3 separate regions of the Mus musculus genome follow, and all the other regions are linked to region 1. Evidence: chromatin contacts called from public ChIA-PET and Hi-C data. All regions are on one chromosome and are shown on one strand. The core of a region is the stretch at or near the end of the contact, and the rest is flanking DNA. Distances in the headings are between cores, read along the strand shown. Region 1 overlaps 1700026D11Rik (RIKEN cDNA 1700026D11 gene). Region 2 overlaps AU019990 (expressed sequence AU019990). Region 3 has its middle 24 kb from the start of Chgb.

Region 1 (2,744 bases), core at 52-2,551:
GGCTTCCCAGCAGGCCTTGCTTGGCATAGTTTCTCCTTCTGGGCTTCTCTCTGTACAGTCCCCGGGGCTCATTCTCGCTGTCTTAGCTCTTAGCGGGGTTTTGTTTAAATCTGTTTTTAGCATGAAGGGATCTGGAGGAAGGGAGAAGAGCTATAGCCCAGGCTCTCATGATACCTAAAATCGAGGTATCAAACATTGTTTTCTGTACCTGAAAGAACACATAAATTGTGCAAATGATGCAAGGGACAGCTGGGCTAGGCTGGGCACTATGACAGCGCTGTGACAGTGCCCAGCCCAGCTGTACACACCTCCTCATACAGACCCCACGGCTATTTCTTCCAGTCTTTTTCCGCCCCTGCCATCCCCAGCAATCCTATCTGGCGAATTCCCATTCTCCATCCTTTCCCTTCTTCATATGTTGCCTATAGTTTTTGTTTGTTTTGTTTTGTTTGTTTGTTTGTTTTGCCTTGGTGCAGGCAATTTTGTGCATCTTTTAAGGGGTGTGGCCCTCCAGCCCTTATCAGGGACTTTGCTACATCGAAACATGTAGTTGTTTTTGGTTTGCACATCTCTACTGCTACAAAGGCGTTGGTCTCTCACACTGTTCCTACCATAGTTTGTCTCTCCTGCTAACGCACACTTTGCCGTTTCTTTTCCCCATGAATGCACAGTTTGCCGTTTATGTCTCCCGTTAACGTACAGCTGGGTTCCATTCAGCTTTGCTGCGCTGAGGACGATTCCCCCTTCCCCTCGGGTTCCCATGTCAAGATGTCTGGCTATGAAATTGCAGCCTCCACTTCACTGGTAAAGGCCAAAGTGACCCCACCAGTTTATGTCCTCCATCCCATCCCTGAAGTGCCTGTGAGTTATCCACGTCTAAGCAAGTGCTTTAGAATGGCTGCCCACGGGGGATGTAAGCCATGCACAAGGAATCCCCTCTCCTCTCCCTTCAGAGCCGTGGAAGCAGTTTTCACTGGCTTGGTGCTGTTTGCTCATCTTCAAGTGAGTCCCGGGAGGGAGGGGCTCTCCTGGAGACGCTCCCACTGAACGGACCCAGAGGTGCTCCAGGCTGTGAGGGCTTGGAAGGTTCTTGCTCCGTGGAGCCCCTCCACAACACTCAGGATCTAAAGCGACAGGAGCTTGGTCTCTGGAACTCGACCACGTGAGAGGGACTTCCTGACTCTGAAGACTGGGCCCCCCCGCCCCCCCCCCCCCCCACACACACACGGAGAGAAGATGAGCCTTTAAGCCCAGGGCGCAGCTGCTGCTCAGCCTGGTGTCAAAAGATAAAGACGCAAACAGGAAACCACAGGCCAACGCATCTTACTAATACAGATTCAAAACTCTTCAACAAAGAGATAGCAGAGGGATCTTGCAGCAGCACAAGATTAAGATCCTCTTAACACTTGAGGTTCACCCTTGGAACCTAAGGCATCAAGATGTGAAGGGCTAGACTCAGGGACAGGCTACCTCAAAAACAAGACCGATGCAGAAAATTAATAAGGCACATCTTAATGAGATAAATGTTTAAAAAACACATGGCCATCCCAATAGACACAGAAAAAGTATGGGGTACATAAATCTAGTGCCTCTTCATAAGGAAAACAGTTGTTGAGGGAGGACCAAAAAGAGAACACACCTCCTGCCGATAGAGGACACCCATGAAAGCCCACAGATGAACAGGAAGACGAGGATACCACCTTCGAGAGATATTTCTATTCAACAGTGAGTTGGACGTTCTAGGAAGAAAGTTGGCAAGAAGAAGAAACAAAAGGATTCCAACTGAAAAAGAGGAAATAAAACTACAGTTATTGACAGGACACTTCATCTTATGCCTAGAAAATTATGAAAATGTCACTAAAAACGATGGCTTGTCAAGACTGTAGAATGTAAATTCAATATATAAAAATAACCATTCCTCTATACTATCAACAAAAGCAATTTAAGAAAATGGTTCTATTTTTTTAAATAGCAATCACAGAAAGCAAAATATGTAGGAATACATTTTTTAAAAGTATAAAATTTATATTCTGCAAAAAATACAAAGCAGCATTCAAATAAAGAAATTTCAAGTAAGTGAAAAGACAGCCTTTGTTCATGGGTCAAAAGACAGAGCAGGGATGACTTCCCCACAGTGCTGTCATGAACAGGGCTGCTCCCCCCCCTCCCCCCCCCCCCCCCCCCCGCCCTCCACCAGTGCTGTCATGAACAGGGCTGCTCCCCCCTCCCCCCCCCCCCGCCCTCCACCAGTGCTGTGGTGAACAGGGCTGACTTCCCCACACTGCGGTAATGGCTAGGTTGTTTGTTGTTGCCGTTTTGCATTTTCTTTGTATTTCCTAAGATTACATTTTTTTCCATATTTCTTCACATTCTAAGTTTTCCTCCCCCAACTCCCCCCAGGTTCTCCCTACTGTTCCACCTCCCTACTCCACACCCTTTGTCTCTTTAAAAAACAAAGAGCCCAAGAAACAAACAAAAAACCAAAAATTGAAACAAACAAAACACCAATAAAACAAACAGAAAAACAAAAACAACAAAAACCACCTCCAAAGCCCAAACCTAGCAAAATGAGTTAAAAGAAAAAGCTTCTCCGAAAACACCGTTGAGTTGGTTTTGTGTTGGCCAACTACGCTTGGCATGGGGCCCACCTGGGTGCACTCAGTGATGCTCCACTGGAGAAAACTAATTTTTCCTTTGCAAGTAGATATCAATTGCAGGTAGTTTCTTGGTTAGTGGTGGGAACC
Region 2 (2,738 bases), core at 239-2,738, 130 kb before region 1:
ATTTAAAAGCCAAGACTGGGAGCTGAAGAGATGGCTCATCCATTCAGAGTGCTTGCTACTTTTGCAGAGGACCCAAGTTAGGTTCCTAGCACCCACGCTGGGCAGAGGACCCAAGTTAGGTTCCTAGCACCCACGCTGGGCAGAGGACCCAAGTTAGGTTCCTAGCACCCACGCTGGGCAGCTTACCACTCCTTAGTTCCAGCTTGGGGGAGTCTGGGGAGGGGCAGCTGTTCCTATGCCTCTGGCTTCAGATGACGCGTGTATTTATGTGCACATATCTACATGTAAACACATACCCACATAGTTAAAAATAATAACAATAAAACCTTTTTTAAGACCATCTGGTCGAATGGATGAGATGGCTCAGCAAAGGTGAAAGTGCTTGTCCTGCAAGCCCAACAACCCAAGTCTGAGCCCTTAAACCCACTGTGAAAAGGAGGGGGCTTGAAGCTTTCCTCTGAGCTTGTGCCATGGCACACACATGTGTGTATACACACGCACATGTGCATGTGCACATATGCACACACCAACACTAACTCTAATAATAAATAAAGTTCTTAAAAGGTCAAGGCAGCTAAGCATAATGGCTCAGGCCTGTAATGTGACCTGTTGGGAAGCTGAAGCAGGAGAATTTCGGGGAGTTCAAGGCTAGCCTGAGCTATGTAGTGAAAGTCTGTCTAAGAAAACAGGTAGGTTAAATAAATAAGGTTTTGTTTTTAAGTTCAAGGCAGATGACTAGGCATGGTGGTAAATGTCTTTAATGCCAGCATTTGGGAGGCAGAGGCAGGCAGATCTCTGTGAGTTCAAGGCTAGCCTGGTATACATAGTGAATACTTAACTAGAGTCACAACCTAAGAGCATTTTACCTGTCCTGAGATCATTGACCTGTGACCTGTGAATACAGGAGTCCCGTGAGGTGTTCTAGCACACGTTGTAAGGCCATGTTGTGAGGACAGTTGGTTTTTGAGTGAAACTGTCCTGTAAGTGAGCCTCTGTGTGCCACCTCGGTGCTGGCTAGTTTTATGTCAACTTGACATAAGCTAAAGGTATCTGAAAGGACGTTTCGAAATTGAGAAAATGTCCCCATAAGATCTGGCTGCAAGGCATTTTCTTAATTTGTGACTGATGATGGATGGCCCAGCCCACTGTGGGGCTGGTGATCCTGGATTCTATAAGAAGCATCCAGAGCAAGCCATGATGAGCAAGCCAGTGACTTTTCCATCACCTTCTCTGCATCAGCTCCTGCCCTGCTCCCTCCACTGACAGACTACAACATATAAGGCCCTTTCCTCCCACACCTGCTTTTTGTCACAGCAATATTAACCCTAAGATAATCTCTATCACAGCATGTTTAAGAATACGTGGCTGTCACTGAAGTAGTTGGACAGACAACATTGAGGCTAGCAATGAAAGTGCACTGTCTGTGCTTTGCAAAATCGAAAGCAAATAAGGGTGGGGTTCACCTTAGAGACTGACAGACCACAAAGGAAGAACAAATAACAGGCAGGAAGTGGATGCAATAATTGCAAAGTATCAACAGGCTGAGTGAGGGGGCTGGAGGGGTAGGTGAGCCTGCTCTTCTGGAGGTTCAACACCCAGCAGCCACGTGGCGGCTTACAAGTGTTTATAACAAATTAGTAACTATAATTGTTTATAGTTTCAAGGGTTTTGCTGTATATCCCTGGTTGACCTGGAACTCACCATGGAGACCAGGCAGGTCTCAAGCTCATGTTTATTTATATTTGTGTGTGTGTGTGTGTGTGTGTGTGTGTGTGTGTGTGTGTGTGTGTGTATACTTGCCTGTATGAGTTGTGATGGCTGGTCAGGAGCAGGTATGATAACCCAACACTCACGCAACGCATCCTCAATTAATAGAATTGTGAAGATTGGTGGCACACTCATGGCAAGTGGCAATTTTGAAATGAGCTTTCTGCCAAAGTTTCAAGCTAGCTTATTGAGATCTCCTGTAAACTTCACATGACCACCAATGAAGAGGTTCTGAATACTTGAGACATCTAGCTGGCTGTTTTTTCTTTTCTTTTCTTTTCTTTTCTTTTCTTTTCTTTTCTCTTCTTTTCTTTTCTTAGTTTAACATGATTGCTTTTTTTCAACTTTGAGATGTTTAGATAGCTTATGAAACTTAGCACAGGTCTGTATATTGTTCAGCTTTTTTTCCTGACACATTGAGACCCCATTTGAAAGGATTGGAGTCCAGGCCATTTTGTTTAGTGCTGTGGGGTACATGAGGGTAGTTTGCAGCCATGTGGTAATGGTTTCATTTGCAAGGTAGCTCTGTGGCTTTACAATGCATTCATTCACTACCTCCATTTGTTTTTATTTTTTTCTGACATTATAATTTAATTTCATCATTTCTCCCTTCCCTTTTCACCCTCCAAAAACCTCCCATTTACCCTCCCCTTCAGACTCATGGCATCATATTTTACTAATCATTATTGAATTGTATATATTTCTATGTATATGCATATACATATCCCTAATGTAGGCTGTTCAGTCCGTATAATGCTAGAATGCTGCCTGTTTGGCACTGGACAACCAGGCAGTTGGTGTGCTCTTCCCTGGGAAAGGGCCCCTCTCCTGCTCCCAGCTCTCCTCCATTGCCATGGTTCTTTGTGTAGGGTTGAGACGTTGTGGGCTTTTCTCTGCCAGGTTGGCACTTTTCTTGGTGTCAGCTCATATCTGGGCCGTCATACTGTTAAGACTTTATATGTGTTCGCTGC
Region 3 (2,700 bases), core at 83-2,582, 250 kb before region 1:
GATGGTCTGTCTGGTCGACAGCTGGCCCCAGTGGGTAGACTTGCATCTAAGGTCGTCTCCAAGCGTCCAGCACTAGTGGATCTGCCAGACGAATAAAACTACAAGAGTAGTCACCAAACAGCTGCTTAGCCAATCCTTCCAGAATATGGGCCCCTCCCCCCACTCCCTTTGAAATAGGGTCTGTGTAGCCCAGGTTGAACTCTCTGCCTTCCTGCTTCAGACTCCTGAGTGTTGCGATTGCTGGTGAGTGCTACCTAATGCATGGCTCTTCACTGTTAAGTTGCACTTATGTAGTATTATTGTTACTTTATGTGGACTAGTACGGGTGCACTCCTGCTATGCCATGTGTAGGGACCAAGGGGCGACTTTAAGGAGTAGGTTCTCTCCTTTCACCTTTATGTGGACTCCAGGGCTCAAACTCAGACAGTCAGACTTGCATGGCAAGTGCTTTACCTACTGAGCCACCACTCTGACCATCTTCAGTTTTTTAACCTGGAATTTAAATTTTTGTTCTAAGTGCATTATCATCCGCAGCTGTGAGAAATGATATATATCCTGCATATCTTGCATAGATATCTGCAATTCTTACAGCATTTACCTTATCCACGTTGTCATGCAAAGCTATAGTATAGTATCACAGCTAGGATATTGCTATTTGTAGATGATGTTGGTCAGATTTCTCCATTTGCTTTGTACTCGTTTGTGTACCTTCAGTTGTGTGCAATTTTCTCATATGTAGGCTCTATATCTTGGGTAGAAGAGAATATGGAAGTGTGAAACACTTTCATGGTATCCTATAGTTTATGAAGAGTTTAGGCACTATTTGCATGCATATATACTGAACATCTATTGATAGAAGTCTCATGAAGCCTGGGACATAGCAATGGTTCACTAATTTAAAGACTGGAAAACTTAGACAATGGAAGCAGAGAGAAGAGGTGGTCAGAGAAAACTATGATTAAATGAAGAGCTTGGTAGGTTGGCTGTGTACACAGGTATTTATTTGTTTGCTTATTTTAATATATAGACCTGTAACTCCACGACAGAATATGAAAGGGGAAAGATAGTAGGCTGGGGATGTTAGATGGGAGGGAGGGGCAGGCACTATAGCATCCTTGCAGGAATAACAGCACATTTTACACCAAAATGTTCCCACAGCTCCTTTAGAGCCTTGCAGCAGGCACTGAAGATCTCATGGGAGGGGAGTGGGACTTGTGCAGGCAACCGGAAGATTCTCACAATTTAATATGCAAGAATTACAGTCTCATGAGCTAACCCAGGGAGTTCCAGGCACCTGCCAGTAGGCTCCAAGGCTGAAGAAAAGCAGGGAGTGGGCACGGATGCTGTCTTGTGTCTTCTGCGAATGCACCACCCACAGAGACAGCAGGGAGAAAGATTTGCTTGGAATGCCTCGAGGCTTCTTGGTAAAGTACTATCTGTGATGCACAGCAACCAGGGATTTAAGGATAAAGAGAGAATGAGGCCAACACACTTCATGCAAGCAGATGGGCCCTGGTCCACAAGCCTATCTTCTGAGAGAGAGAACGGCTCAAGAAACAGAGACCCACACATTCACACACCCAGGAGTCCTATGAAAACACTAAACTGGGAGCCATTCTAGATATGCAAAGGACCTGGAGGGTAAAAAGAGAGGAGAAAGTTAATATATAAGTAAAATAAAAATTAAAAACAATAAGATAATTTTTTTTTAAAAAATCCCTGAACAATATTATGAGACAAGGGCCCTCCAAAGACGCTGCTGCTTTGCTTCCTGTTGGCCTTCTACTGCTGGGCATGTGGTTTGGCCTTAAGAGTAGTTTGTTTCCCCAGTGAGACTCCTGTGGAAGAAATTAAAATTTCAATTGTAAGTGGTTATCAGTTGGAGATTACTTCTGGGTTAGGAATGGAGCCGTGTGTCTCTTCAGCTCTAGGACGCAACTGGAGCAGCTTCCTATAGATGTTATGCATGCTGCCTTACTCTCTGTGAGTTCCTATGTCCGTCAGTCATGAGGATATTGAAGGCCTGGTTTTCTTGGTGTCCACCATACCTTCTGGCCTTACACTCTTTTTGTCTTCTCTTTTACTATGTCCCTCAATTTGTGTGTGTGTGTGTGACTATATCCTCATGGTTTTGCTGACTTTATAGCAAAATCAGCTTACAGCTGGATCACGTGGTGACCTGCATCCTTTCATCACCTGCCAGTTCGGAATGCTCGCCTCTGTTTCATAGCCAGCGTCTCTGGCAGCAGCAGCTGGGCTCAACCCACTCCAGCCTCACGCTATCTTCTCTGTGGCTTTAGCCTTTTTGCAGAAACATGGAGTGACTCTGGTTCCTGTCCTAGCACCACTTTCCCCGACAGATGACTGGTCCTTGCCCTTCTTATACCGTGTCTCTTTGTGGGTCTGCTGCCTGCCACACTTCTTGAAGAAAGCCTTGTGGCTTTTAGGAATGTTCACTGTATTTGCAGGAGTACTCCTGACACAGAAAGAGAAAAGAGAGGAGGCTAAAAGTGGAAGCCCATGCCTCAACTTTTATGTTGTCAGGACTATTGATCTTTTCTTGTTGGCACTGCTCTCTGTTTTAGGAAGAGCTTCTCACGCCAGTTACAAAACAGCAACCTATAGTGTCATCTGTAACTTTCGTAGTGCTGTTTTCCCATTTCAGTAGTTAATCCATAAGGAATTTATATTTTGCATGCA

What was found. Hi-C and Micro-C count contacts between places; a contact is called where the count stands out from the background. ChIA-PET counts read pairs in DNA pulled down with a chosen protein or histone mark.
Region 2: an RNA polymerase II ChIA-PET map of effector CD8 T cells shows a contact between it and region 1, with 8 read pairs. The contact joins two enhancer-like sites. A contact is called at or near these places in 6 of 484 Hi-C or Micro-C datasets (CD4 T cells, CD8 T cells, embryonic stem cells and 2 more) and 2 of 115 datasets of contacts at active chromatin or transcription factors (effector CD8 T cells and regulatory T cells).
Region 3: a Hi-C map of the N1E-115 cell line shows a contact between it and region 1, with 3 times the contacts expected there. The contact joins two enhancer-like sites. A contact is called at or near these places in 3 of 484 Hi-C or Micro-C datasets (the N1E-115 cell line, Sertoli cells and bone marrow-derived macrophages), 4 of 115 datasets of contacts at active chromatin or transcription factors (Th17 cells, acute myeloid leukemia, embryonic basal ganglia and 1 more) and 1 of 9 other capture datasets (embryonic stem cells).

The regions. Positions count from the first base shown.
Region 1 is chr2:132,511,113-132,513,856 of GRCm38.p6, reverse strand. It overlaps 1700026D11Rik (RIKEN cDNA 1700026D11 gene), which reads right to left. Exons shown (of 4, transcript NR_028286.1): 2 at 1,640-1,782. Among named protein-coding and RNA genes, the nearest start is that of 1700026D11Rik, 22 kb to the right of the region's middle. Within about 2 kb of position 1,301, at least 100 of the 459 cell types and tissues checked have an H3K27ac peak or open chromatin away from gene starts, as enhancers often do. A contact at or near this core is called in CD8 T cells, the N1E-115 cell line, effector CD8 T cells and 1 more, where this site is marked.
Region 2 is chr2:132,642,126-132,644,863 of GRCm38.p6, reverse strand. The region is part of intron 4 of AU019990 (expressed sequence AU019990); the gene reads right to left. Among named protein-coding and RNA genes, the nearest start is that of Shld1, 43 kb to the left of the region's middle. Within about 2 kb of position 1,488, at least 72 of the 459 cell types and tissues checked have an H3K27ac peak or open chromatin away from gene starts, as enhancers often do. A contact at or near this core is called in CD8 T cells, effector CD8 T cells and regulatory T cells, where this site is marked.
Region 3 is chr2:132,756,768-132,759,467 of GRCm38.p6, reverse strand. No RefSeq gene overlaps it. Among named protein-coding and RNA genes, the nearest start is that of Chgb, 24 kb to the left of the region's middle. Within about 2 kb of position 1,332, at least 16 of the 459 cell types and tissues checked have an H3K27ac peak or open chromatin away from gene starts, as enhancers often do. A contact at or near this core is called in the N1E-115 cell line, where this site is marked.